Regions from separate parts of the Arachis hypogaea genome. Here region 1 is linked to region 2. A link is a contact called in public Hi-C data. All regions are on one chromosome and are shown on one strand. The core of a region is the stretch at or near the end of the contact, and the rest is flanking DNA. Distances in the headings are between cores, read along the strand shown.

Region 1 (6,046 bases), core at 2,782-5,281, 520 kb before region 2:
CCAAACAATCTAGAGAAATTGTTGGAGCTCTTCAATATTTGACAATTTCAAGACCTAACCTTGCCTGTGCAACAAAGTTTCTTAACTCTTGCACTCTGCCACTATTGAGCATTGGAAGGTTGTGAAACGATTCTCAGATATGTTGCAGGTACAGTTCATTCAAGATTAAAGTTTAACAAATGCACTGATTTGAGACTTCTTGCATTTACATATTCAAAGTGAGCAGGAGACTTGGAAGGTCAAAAATATATTACTGGCTACTGTGTGTACTTAGGGAATAACTTAGTGTCATGGAAAAGCAATAAACAAGCTAAAGTGAGTAGGAGTAGCACTGAGGTTGAATATCAAGCAATGGCAGCAGCTCAATTTGAACTTATATCAATCCTGCAACTTCTTACACAACTCAGACCATTTATTGCAATAATCAAAGTGCTTGTCTATTTGCAGCTAATCTTATTCTACATACAAGGTGCAAACGAGATTGATCTTTATTGCTTTAGGGACATGGTCAACAATAAAGAACTCTATGTTGGCCACATTCCTTCATCTGATTAAATAGGAGACATTTTTACTAAACCTCTTTCTGCACCTCTCTTTCACAGGTTTAGAGACAAACTTAGAGTAGTTACCACAACTACAACTATGTTTGAGGGATCTACAAGTGAGTAAGTTAGTTATAGAGTTTGTTATAACTAGAGTTGACTTAGTCTAAATCTGTTTTGCTAGCTGTAATTGGACTGCATTAGGCTCAATTGCAGTGAGCATTACTCTCTGTATATATAGGATATTAATGTATCATGTGATTAGTGAATGCAATCATAATATTCATTCACTTTCTTGCAATGCACATTTTCTCCAATTCTCTTTCTCTGTTTCATTCTTCTGTTGTGCTTGAAGCTCTTTGAGTTGAAATAATGTCATTGAATATAGTTCATCTCTGGTTTGTTGCCAGGATCAACAACCATACCAAACAGCGTTTATTGTTGTGTTATAAATGCCGTGTTCCCCCACGCAACTTCATTTAAAAGCTTTCTAAATGCCCTCTAGGGTCTCTAGAAAACCACAGAGCAAGTGTCCTTGTCTTCTTACTTATGGTGTGTATGACAAGGCAAATGACAATGCTGACCAAGTTTGCTTGTGCCACATCACATGTTTTAGTTATCTAATGCTGCTGCGGTTTTACTTTTACCATGTTAGGTCGCCATAAACTGGTGCATATGTAAAGACACAATTCCAATTCCGGGAGTGAAGACAATAAAGCAAGTAAAAGAGAACTTGGGTGCTCTTGGTTGGCGCTTATCTTCGGAAGAGGTGCTTCAGTTGGAGTATGCAGCGCAGGAATCACCTCGCAAGATGATCCAGAACATTTTCCAAACCAGGTATACTTATCAATATTAATGATCATAAGATTAGATATTAAAAACGCAGATAAAATAAATCTAAGTTGCATGCAAATATCAAATGGTCTTGACGTTTGGCTTGGCTTTCATAACAGATAATATCTGCGGCGGATGCCTCTATACTAGGCATATTTCAAGCTACGTAATTCATCATTGTTTATTATCCATATAATGAAGTGAAGGATTCGGCAAAGATAAGATACACCGGATTATGGAACCATTGGATTGGAGCTAGTTAACTCATCAGAAAAGACACAGATGACCACTTTGAATGCAATGGCAACAATATTCAATATACTTCACCATTTGCACGCGTAGTGTGATGAATTAATACCATAACGCCTCAACATAATTTTGAACAAGTCATCTTTCGCGCCACTAAAACATTTGTTACCTCAGATAATTACGGATTTAGTGCCACAAATTTTTCATTCCAGCATAAGATAAAAAAGATTACGCATGCGATCCAACGTAATAATAGAGCCAGAATAGTGTTATGATTATCCGAGTAAATTAGTAGCTCATAGCTTGTAACGGGCAAGAAGCTACCATAACACAAGTAAATTGTAAAATATGAGAATCCGATAATGTGGGCTGTGGACATGTTTTATTATCATAAAGCATGTCTCATCACATGGAACTGAAGCACGAATGATGGTAACACACTCAACCCGAATAACAAAATCTTTAAAAAATAGGTAACTGCCAGTACACTTTTCAGCACATTCCCTATAATACTAAAACGCTAATGAAATTGGTTGCAATCAGAACAGTTTACTTGATCTTCTTCTTTGGCCTCAGCTACAATAGAAATACAAAATCAATGACTAAATAATAGATAAAAAATACCATGCAAATTAGATTTTCCGATTTTGTAAGCAGTACCTGGTTGCTGTGCCCGCACTTCTTTTTCCTGCAATTGACAGCACGAGGGTGCAAACGTGCATAACACCTGCAAAGCACAATATAACCATTTAGGCAAAGTAGATCAAATGTAGAAATAGTCCCAAATTTTAATGTTACAAACCAACACAGGTTATTCTAGTCATCAATAATAAACAAACCAATTCAAGTTAATCTAGTCATTAATAGAGGGTTAGCAATTATGCTATTAACCAGTTACTAAATGCAGGTTGATCAACAAATCAGTTAAACTCATAATTTCTGAAAAGAATCCATTGATAACGTAATAATTCCATCAGTACAAATTATAAAAGCTATAATACCAGTAAGTTTATAGAGTAAATGGTCATCCAAATTTGTCACCGAAATTTTTCTAAATCAAATTCTTCCTTCAAAGATTTTAAATTGGATATTTATCATCTGAAAGAAGGCACTAACTTCAGGCAGTTTCATCAACCACCACATAGTAAGCACTAGTAGCTATCAAGAAAAATTGAACTAATCAAATTTTGTGAAGCAACAGAGTTACAACTTACAAGGCCAATCCAATTTATTGTTTTTGGCTAGCAATAAGCCAACAATAGATAAAAGTGTTTCCTAAAAGAAATGGTGTTGGGCTGTTGGCCTAAAGATGTCGGCCTACTGGTTAAAAGTGTTTGCTAATATAAATTAAAATTGCCGACCATTAAACTTTTCTTTTTTGTGAAGTACTACTTCCATAATGAACAATCTAAAACTTTTAACAAACAAGATTGTAGTGTTTGAACTTACTTGCGGCAGATCATCTTATCCTGATTGTATTTCCTGGCCAATGCCATCAAAGATGGCTCAATAATTCCACCACGAAGCCTCAAAACAAGATGCAATGTCGACTCTGCAAGACAATGATAACTGATCCAATAAGACTCGAAATCTAAACCATCATTATTCTAGGCACTTCACCAGATTCAACATCCTCATTGGACAGGAATAAAGTAAACCATCTTTCCTAATACACATTTCCTAAAACACATTTCATACTGAATTAATTATTTCCATCATCCATTTTCCAACTTCGCAAGTTCTCACAATCTCACAATTCATACATTATTCGTCCGAAATATAGTTTCAACAAATCAATTAAAAGTAGACATGAATTTCCTTTCTGTTTTTAAATTCCGAGAATTACGATGTCGAAATGGCCGGACTAACCCTTTTGGATGTTGTAATCGGCGAGTGTACGGCCATCCTCAAGCTGCTTTCCGGCGAAGATCAACCTCTGCTGGTCCGGCGGAATCCCTAACACAGCCAGGAGTAAAAATCAGAATCAATGTTTTGTGGTTATCTTTTGTGTTGCAAACAAGATAATCAATATGAAAAAGGCGGAAAATACTAAACCTTCCTTGTCCTGAATCTTGGCCTTGACGTTATCGATGGTGTCACTAGATTCCACCTCCAGGGTGATGGTCTTCCCCGTTAGGGTTTTCACGAAGATCTGCATCTTTCTTTGTTTTCTACTTCTCTCTTTCTCCCCCCTCACAAAACCTCGGTTAGTTTTGGGGTTTCTGCGTACTTTACGATATATAGGGGTCGGATTTTTACGATTAGGGTTTCTAAGATAACGCTTTGACTGGAAACCCGTTTTTCTTATTCCGACACCAATTCTTTGCTTTTATTATTATTAACTCAAAAGGTTCAGATGCTCATAAAAAAAAAATCTCAAAGAATAATCCATAAAATTTTTTGAATAATTTTAATATTTGACAAGTTTATTCATCATTTTATTTAAATTTATTGTTCTGGCCCAGTTCAGCTAGCCCTCTATTTGGAATCGATTGACCGACAGCTTCACACGACCTGAACGAGGAGGCAACCCAAATGTTACCTCCTCGTCATTAAGGCACTTGAAAATTGGGAAGAATACTTTCCAGAAAGTGGATCTACTCATATGGGACTCACCCTAGTATAGACTATATAAGGGGAGGGTCCTACCCCTCCCCAAAGGTACGACATATATCCTTTACCCTATCTGCCGCCTTGTATGAACGCTGACTTGAGCGTCGGAGTCCTTTTGCAGGTGGCCCCCCATTCCACATCACAAACATGGGAGGAACTCAAGCCTCGACCTCCTCCTCTACACGCTGGCCCGAGAGATCTAGACGCGTGAAGGTTATCCGAATCCAGCTTCCCCATCATCTCTAAGCATTTGGCACACCCGACCTGTTCAGGAGCCGAGAAACAGAACATTAACGTCGTCTGTGGGGACCGCTGGCATCAATAGACTTCTTGTTGGGGCCGGTCGAAGGACAAGGAGGCGAGGCGCGCAAGGAAGAGGGCACTTACCGTACGAGCTGGGCGGCCTCCCTAGCATCCTCTCGCGAGCGCACGAGATTCCCCTCTCGCAGGAACGAACCCCCTCCCCCTCTCGTGAAAGGCGTCCTTTCGGGGGGACGGGGGCGATAACACGAGAATTATGCAGGAACTGCGCCATTGGGTGCAAAATCTCGAGATGGAGCTCGCAGCTAGGGACCGTTTTTGACCTAGCCCGAATCCCCTCTCACACCCGATCTCCTCCGCAAACGGTGGAACCCCGGAGGAGAAGTCCCTAGAGGAACGAACATGCCAGGCATAGAACAGTTGCTCGGTCTCCCCCGACCCACGCTGAGTCAGACAGCCAAGGCGAAAGCAGAAAAATATCGAGAAGACGACAAGACCCCATAATCTACACTCAGCCCTTTGCGACTCATGCTGAGGCAGAAGACCGAGAAGAGAGCAAAGAGAAGCTGAGAAGGCGACGAAACCCAATAATTATGGGAGCAACCCCTTTTCACCACTTCATTCTCGAGGTCTGGCTGCCGAAGCACTTATGCCAACGGACATGTGATATGACGGAACCCAAGACCCTTGGGAACACTTAATGGCCTTTGAGGCTAGGATGAATCTCGAGGGTGTGGGCGACGAGGTGAGGTGTCGCGCTTTCCCCATAACCTTGGCAGGACCATCAATTCGATGGTTCAATGCGCTACCCAAAGGGTCCATGAGGACCTTCTCGGACATAACGTGCAGCTTTATGTCGCAATTCACCACACGTATCGCTAAAGCCAAGCACCCAATCAACCTCCTAGGTGTGACCCAAAGAAACGGGGAGTCTACCAGGAAGTACCTTGACAGGTCAACAACGAGTGCCTGAAAATTTATGGTCTGACCGACTCGGTGGCCAGCCTATGTCTGACGAACGGGTTGTCGAACGAAGACTTCAGAAAACACCTCACCACCAAGCCTGTGTGGACCTTGCAGGATGATCCAGGGCGTTGCGAAAGAATACATCAATGATGAGGAAGTGAGCCAGGTTGTGGCAGCCAATAAACGGCAACCGGCCCAAGTTCCTCTTCGTCAACCCAGGCACGGCGAGAGGCCGAAGGAACCCTCCAAGGACAGAGGACCAGCTAAGCCTTTCAAGCCATTCCCTCGGATTGGAAAGTTCACGAACTATACCCCTATAACAACCCCGATTGTCGAGGTCTACCAGCAAATCGCCGACAAGGGCATCTTGTCGAAGCCTCAACAACTCAGGGACAGAACGGGCGGGAAGAAGAGTTTGTGCTGTGACTACCATAAAGGCTTCAGCCACAAGACCCAGAACTGCTTCGATTTAAAGGACGCTTTGGAACAAGCCATTCGTGAAGGCAAACTGGTAGAGTTCTCACAATTCATATAGGAACCCAGGAGGAGAGAGCGCGAATGATCTGTAGGGAACAAGGGCC
Region 2 (6,593 bases), core at 1,828-4,327:
AGTGATTTCAGAGATTATAGGGCAGGAATGGCTTGGAGGATGGAAAGGAAGCATGCAAAAGTGGAAGGAATACAAGAAGTTGGAGAAACTGCAAAGCTGTCAGCCTGACCCTCTCGCACTAAAACGACCATAACTTGAGCTACAGAGGTCCAAATGACACAATTCCAGTTGCGTTGAAAAGCTAACATCCGGGGCTTCGATTTGATATATAATATGCCATAGTGGCCCTGACGCGAGGCGATGCGACCGCGTGCTTCATGCGGCCGCGTCGCAGTGACGAAAAACCAGCGTGGCAGATTTCTTCTCCAGCGATTTCTGGGCTATTTTCGACCCAGTTTTCGGCCCAGAAAACTCAGATTAGAGGCTATAAAGTAGAGAGATTGCATCCATTCAGATCATGCACTCATAATTTACTTTTTACAATTTTAGATGCAGTTTTTAGAGAGAGAGGTTCTCTCCTCTCTCTTAGGATTAGGATTAGGATTAGAAATTAGGATTTTTAGAAACTAGGATTTAGGACTTCTCTTGGTTTTTAAGAGTGACTCTCGATTCAGGTTCAATGTTCCTTTTTATTTATTTTTCCAATTAAATTTATGAACTCTTTCATGTTACAGATTACTCTTTTAAATTAATGCTATTTGAGATATTTCAGATCTATGATTGCTTTCTTTAATTTATGTTGTCGGTACTTATCCAAATTATTTTCATTCGAGTAGATAGTTTTCCTTTTGGCTTTGGTTAAATAACTGGCGACTCTTGAGTTATCAAACTCATTGTTAATTGGAAATTGGAATTCATCCACTTAACTTACCTTCATTGTTAGAGGTTAACAAAGTGGGAGAAAAATCCAATTCTCATTACAATTGATAAGGATAACCAGGATAGGACCTCCAGTTCCCATATCTTGCCAAGAGTTTATTTTACAGTTATTATTATTTTATTTTACTTGTCATATAACATATTCCCACCTTTACTTCCAAAACCCCAATTTTACCTTTTTCATAGCCAATAATAAGAACATACCTCCCTGCAATTCCTTGAGAAGACGACCCGAGGTTTAAATACTCGGTTAACAATTTTTAAAGGGGTTTGTTACTTGTGACAACCAAAACGTTTGTACGAAGGGATTTCTGTTGGTTTAGAGACTATATCTACAACGCGACTGTTTTTATGAAATTCTTTATTGGCAAAAATCCTAACGTCAGACGCATTGAAAGATACTTGATTTTTTGAATCCCATTTTCCTTTTATATTCTACTAGCGGCTCACCAGGCACTATCGTGTCTGTTGAGCCGCTTTTCTATTGAATTTAAGAAATTAATTTTTATATTTTTATTTTAAAATTATGAATTTAATAATAATTAAAAATAAATTATAAAAAAATAAAATATCTTAAATTATTTACCATATAAAATGTTAAAATAAACAAATTTAAATTAAAAAATAAGATTAAAAAAATATTAATTTATTATTATGTGTAACAAAATCAATATAAAATTTTACTAATATTCTTTAAAGATTAGTTATTTATAAATATTATTAAATTTGTTTATTTTCTCAATCCTATTTAATTAAAAACAAATTTAAAAATTTATATCCAAAATATTCTTTATCTCCATCCATAATTTTAATAGATAAAAAATATATTTCTTCAATCTTATCTTCAACCTTTTTAATTATCTTTAATTTTATAATTTTTTAAAATTATTAATTTTTATTTTGATTATATTATCTCATCATATTATACACTATTCTTTCTCTTATCATTATTATTATGTTGCCTTGTTTTATTCTTTTTTTTTCTTGTTCTATTCATCCCAATCACAATTAATTATCACCGTACTATTATCCCAACTCTCATTTTTGTTTATCACTTTGATCCATAACTACCATTGTATTAATTTTTCAGATCTTTGTTAAGTCATATTTTATTGCTTTCCGACAAAATTTAAGATATTAAGTATTCATATTTTTTGTTAATCAAATTATAAAACTTGTCAACAATTATAAAAAAAATATCAAATATATTATATCTTCTTAGAAGAGTAATATTATATGGACACTACTATTTTAGCTACTATTAACATATACAATTGAATATAAAAACATTACATTGTTAAATATCTCTCCTACTCTTAACACTTATTTGTAATAATTCTTAATCTTTCTCTAGATCTAATATGTCAACAACTTCTATGTCTCTAACTAATAAAATTTTTAAGATTTTAGTTTCATTTAATTTAAAAAAAATTGTAATTTTTATATTGTTATTTTTTTCTAATATTTTTAGGAAATTAATTTTTATGTTTTTTAAATTATAAATTTGAAATAAAAAATAAAAAATTTAATAAATAATAAATTATTAATAAATAAAAATAAAAATAAAAATAAAAATTTTATAAGTTATTTAATTTTTTCTAATGTATAGAATAATAAAATTTAAATTAATTTAAGTATAATACTAAAATTATTAGGTTGTTATTATATGTAACAATCAAGATAAAAGTTGTGATAATAATATTTGGTGATAATTAATAACTATCAGTAAAGAGAAAATAGAAGAAAAAAAACAAAAAAAAAACAATGTAATATCACAATGACATTAAGACAATAATAAAAATATAAATTAATAATTTTAAAAAATAATAAAATTAAAAATAATTTTAAAAATTGAATAATAAAATTAAAAGATATCTTTATCAATTAAAATACTTTAAATATAATTTTTTATTTCTAATTCAAATTAAATACTCATAAAAATAAATAAATAAACCTAATAATATTTATAAATAGTTAATTTATAAAAAATATTTCTAAATTTTTATTTTAATTTTTTTTACACATAATAACAACGTAATAAAAAATTTTAAATGTCTTATTTAATTTAAATGTATAAATTTTATGCATTTTAAAAGTTAAATAATTTAAAATAATATTTTTTTAATTTTTTATTTTTAATATTTAAATTATTTTATTAAATACATAATTTTAAAATAAAAATATAAAAATTAATTTTTTAAAAATAATGAAAAAGCGGCCGAACACTATAATACTATATTTTGTTACAACCGAACATAATTTAATATTGCTTCTATTATTGATTACAACCGATTTTGTTAACCGTTTTTTTGGTTTGACAAACCGGTTTGAATTTTCAGAATCATAGTTTAGATAAATGGAGAACCGAAAAAATTGAATTTTGATTCAGATGCATGGAAAGATACTTGTTTTTTTGAATCCCATTTTCCCTTTATATTCTACACTGAAATTAACTTCAAATGCCAAAACCCTAATTCACCAAGGGCCCGAAATTCACCATAATTTGCACGAATTCTCCGCCGATGAAGAATGCGGTACGGATGCCCAATCCCAACGATATTGGTTCACCGAACCGCCATGAAGCAGGGGAAAAAGAAGGTTTCAGTGGCATCAAACGGAGAAAGTGTAACAAAACAGTCACTGCCTGCAGGAGAGTTTCCAAAGTATCGGTTATTATTACTTTTTATATTTGTTACCGCATTCAGTTCTAGACTTGAGAATTTTAAAATATGGAGTTCCAGTTTTCCTAATGTATGCTAATTACTTAAGCAGAGTAGCACGACAAAGAAAAATGTATTGGTTAATCGAATTAAGGAGACAGCTTCATCAGACTCAGTTCAGAAGATTGATTTGCGGTTGGAGGCGAAATTGTCAGCGGAGGTTAGTGTCTCGTTGGCAGCTTGCCCTATATTTTTTTTTTTGTACGTATATCTTTTTTCAATGCGTGTGGATTAACAATGTGGTCTATATGAGTGTTTTAAGAGTTAAGACATTGAACATAAAACTTCTGTGCTGACATGATTCAGCTACTTTTGTTCCTTTGCAACCCATTTGTGATCAACATATATCTCTTTGATTCAGGAGTATTCGAGGATGTTTGCCGGGCAGCAAATACACCCATTTTTTTCTTTATGGAAATTAGGGAAGAAATCTCAGGAGCTGGATAAGAGAAAACATTGTTTATGCACAGACAGGAGAGAGGATGGAAGAATTTCGGGTCCTGTTCATATTTTTGAAAATTGTCAGGTAGTGGTATTTGTGTTGGTAATTTGATACTCCTTATTTATGATCATTGGTAGCTTAATACTTACTTTGTTAGCTTTAATTTCTGCAACTTCTTCTAATTTGAGTTAGACATAAATTTTACCAATGCAGGATGGTACCTCATCCCTTGACTGGAATAACTGGACATTTTTGGGGAAGACTACCATTGCAAAATACAGTTCAGAAGCTCCGAATTTGCCTGTTTTGATGAGTTCTGTTGAACCCTTAAATTTTGATAACCTTCATCGTGCTGTGGACCAATTCCATGCTTTAATTTCTCAGAATGCTATGCCTTGCTCAGATGGTCAGCTTTCTCTTCTGCCAGACATTCTGCAAGAAATATCGCTAGCAAACTCTGCTGTGCCTGATGATCAACCAATATGCCCTTCAAAGTCAGATGATGCCAAGATGGTATATAATTTGTTCTAGAGTCTAACTAATGTGTCCTTTCCCTGGTAACCTGGTCCCTTTGTGCATTGTAGAAGCTTGTTTAGAAGGGGGATTTCATTCACTTATAACTATGGCTGAAAATTATTGTCAGGATTTGGAGCTTGATGGAGTCAGTACTTTTTCAGGGCAAGCAGGTTGTTTTAGATCATCAGACACTCAGCCCCCGAATAGATTTCTCCAAGAAAGGTTGACATGCGCATGGCGCACACCCCTAATTGTGTAAACTTGTTTTATTATTATTTTTCTTTTCCCTTTGCATTCTAGACTCTGCTCATAAGTCATGACCTTGTGCCAAATTTTTTGTTATTATAACTGATTGGTTTGTGTGCCTGTGTATTGTTTCTGGGTGAAAGTAATGGGAACATTTGATTAACATCTTGATTGACATGGTTTAGTAGTCTAAGCAAAATTTAATTGTTACTGTCTATGTTCCACTTTCTCTATCTATCTGTTTTAGCATGGTTTGGTGTACCAGGTTTCTGTTAGTAGTTCAGCGAATAATTTTTTATTCAGTTGTAAGAAAATGGCTTGGTTAATCCATGTGATCGACCTTACCCAGTGGGATAAGAATTGGTGGTTGTTGTAGGAAAATGGCAGTTTTTAAGTTGGATTTATTTTGCTTCTTAGACTAACGAGATTCATAGCAACTTGGAAATTATGAGTTTTGATTTTTGCTTTTGCCTCATATTCTTTTGCCTCGGCTAGAACATTTGTTTGCTAAAACCCTTTTATCCTACATTGTAGTATGAAGTCTTACTACCATAAATGTCAAGGTAAGTCCGGAAGCTTATGGATTCACAAGTACAAGCCAACAAAGGCCTTTGAGGTCAGAGATTTTTGGTACTTGCCCTTTTTTCCCTCTCCTAAAAGAATTTAATTGGACTTTCACGTTATAACTCTTATTGTTCTTCGTGCTTTTCTTGTGCAATCTCTTGTCTAGGTGTGCGGTAATTATGAATCTGTAAATTTCTTGCATGAGTGGTTAAAACTTTGGAAGGAAAGACGAAAGCAAAGCAGAATGCATTCCGCTAATGGGGATCAAAGTGACTTGCAAGACTATGATTATAATGGTTCTGATTGTGACTCTGATTTGGAAAATGTACACCAGGACAAATTCTTGCGGAATCTTCTTCTAATTACAGGACCTGTTGGGGTGCGTGAAAATACATTTGGATGCTAGATATCCAGAGCTATGTTTTCTCTTCTACTATTCTCTCACTATAAATGTGCAGGTTACGAATTTCCAGGTTTTCCTCTGCAAGGATCATTTGATTGTTGTGCTTTTCTCTATTTTCTGTTATTGCAGAGCGGCAAGTCTGCTGCTGTCTATGCTTGTGCCCAAGAGCAAGGATTTGACGTTTTAGAGGTATCACTCTTCAATACAAGTATATTTGGCCTTTATGTTTTTCAACAGATGAACTTTTATATTGATGATATTTGTTGATCAGATGCTTCCTGTGAACATCCACCTTGATTTTTGAAAGGCATCACAAAATCAAGTATTAGCAACTAGTTAGCTAGATAATAACTAGATTGTGATTTGTTAGGATTGAAACATGTGACTCAATATTCAGTCACGTGATTAGTATTGAATAGAAGGAGATGTAGGTCAAGGCATTGATTTCATTGATCACAGGAAATAGTTTAAGTCATTATATTGTTGGTTTTCGAAAATGAAAATATATTTATATATTTCTATACTGCTGAATGGTCTCTATCCTAATGCAAATATTCAAGTCTAGAACCCATGTTTTCTGCCACATGTTTTTTTTTCTCTCTCTCTCTCTCTCTCTCTCTCTCCTGTTTTTCCATAAATTCAACATGTTATCAAAGCAACACCATCCTACATGATCTATCTGTAATTTTTCAGCTATTAGAGTTTTCTACTTGATGTGTAATTTTTCTGCTCATTTGTAATTGCTGAATTTTGTGGGGTAGAATAAGAAAGGAGGAGAAAGAGTGAAGGAGAGAAACTCTGATGATACATTAGGTATAGAGATTGAAATCAGAGGAAATGTTCTGGAGCTTTTGCAAGGAAAGGGCTTGGAAGGTGAGGTGCA

Evidence for each region. Hi-C and Micro-C count contacts between places; a contact is called where the count stands out from the background.
Region 1: a contact with region 2 is called in a Hi-C map of leaf, with 2.4 times the contacts expected there. The contact joins the promoter of LOC112715663 here to the promoter of LOC112715660 in region 2. A contact is called at or near these places in 2 of 8 Hi-C or Micro-C datasets (leaf and an unstated tissue).

Annotation. Positions count from the first base shown.
Region 1 is chr10:71,702,841-71,708,886 of arahy.Tifrunner.gnm2.J5K5, reverse strand. LOC112715663 (ubiquitin-ribosomal protein eL40 fusion protein) reads right to left here and starts at 4,031. Exons shown (of 5, transcript XM_025767452.3): 1 at 3,681-4,031; 2 at 3,495-3,581; 3 at 3,075-3,177; 4 at 2,286-2,352; 5 at 1,873-2,201. The coding sequence starts at 3,783. The coding sequence ends at 2,175. LOC112715662 (pyridoxal reductase, chloroplastic) reads left to right here. Exons shown (of 11, transcript XR_011866647.1): 8 at 149-469; 9 at 603-661; 10 at 1,198-1,379; 11 at 1,496-1,762.
Region 2 is chr10:71,181,790-71,188,382 of arahy.Tifrunner.gnm2.J5K5, reverse strand. It overlaps LOC112715660, which reads left to right and starts at 3,077. Exons shown (of 16, transcript XM_072204890.1): 1 at 3,077-3,482; 2 at 3,592-3,699; 3 at 3,901-4,065; 4 at 4,195-4,494; 5 at 4,625-4,719; 6 at 5,278-5,359; 7 at 5,474-5,686; 8 at 5,840-5,899. The coding sequence starts at 3,342.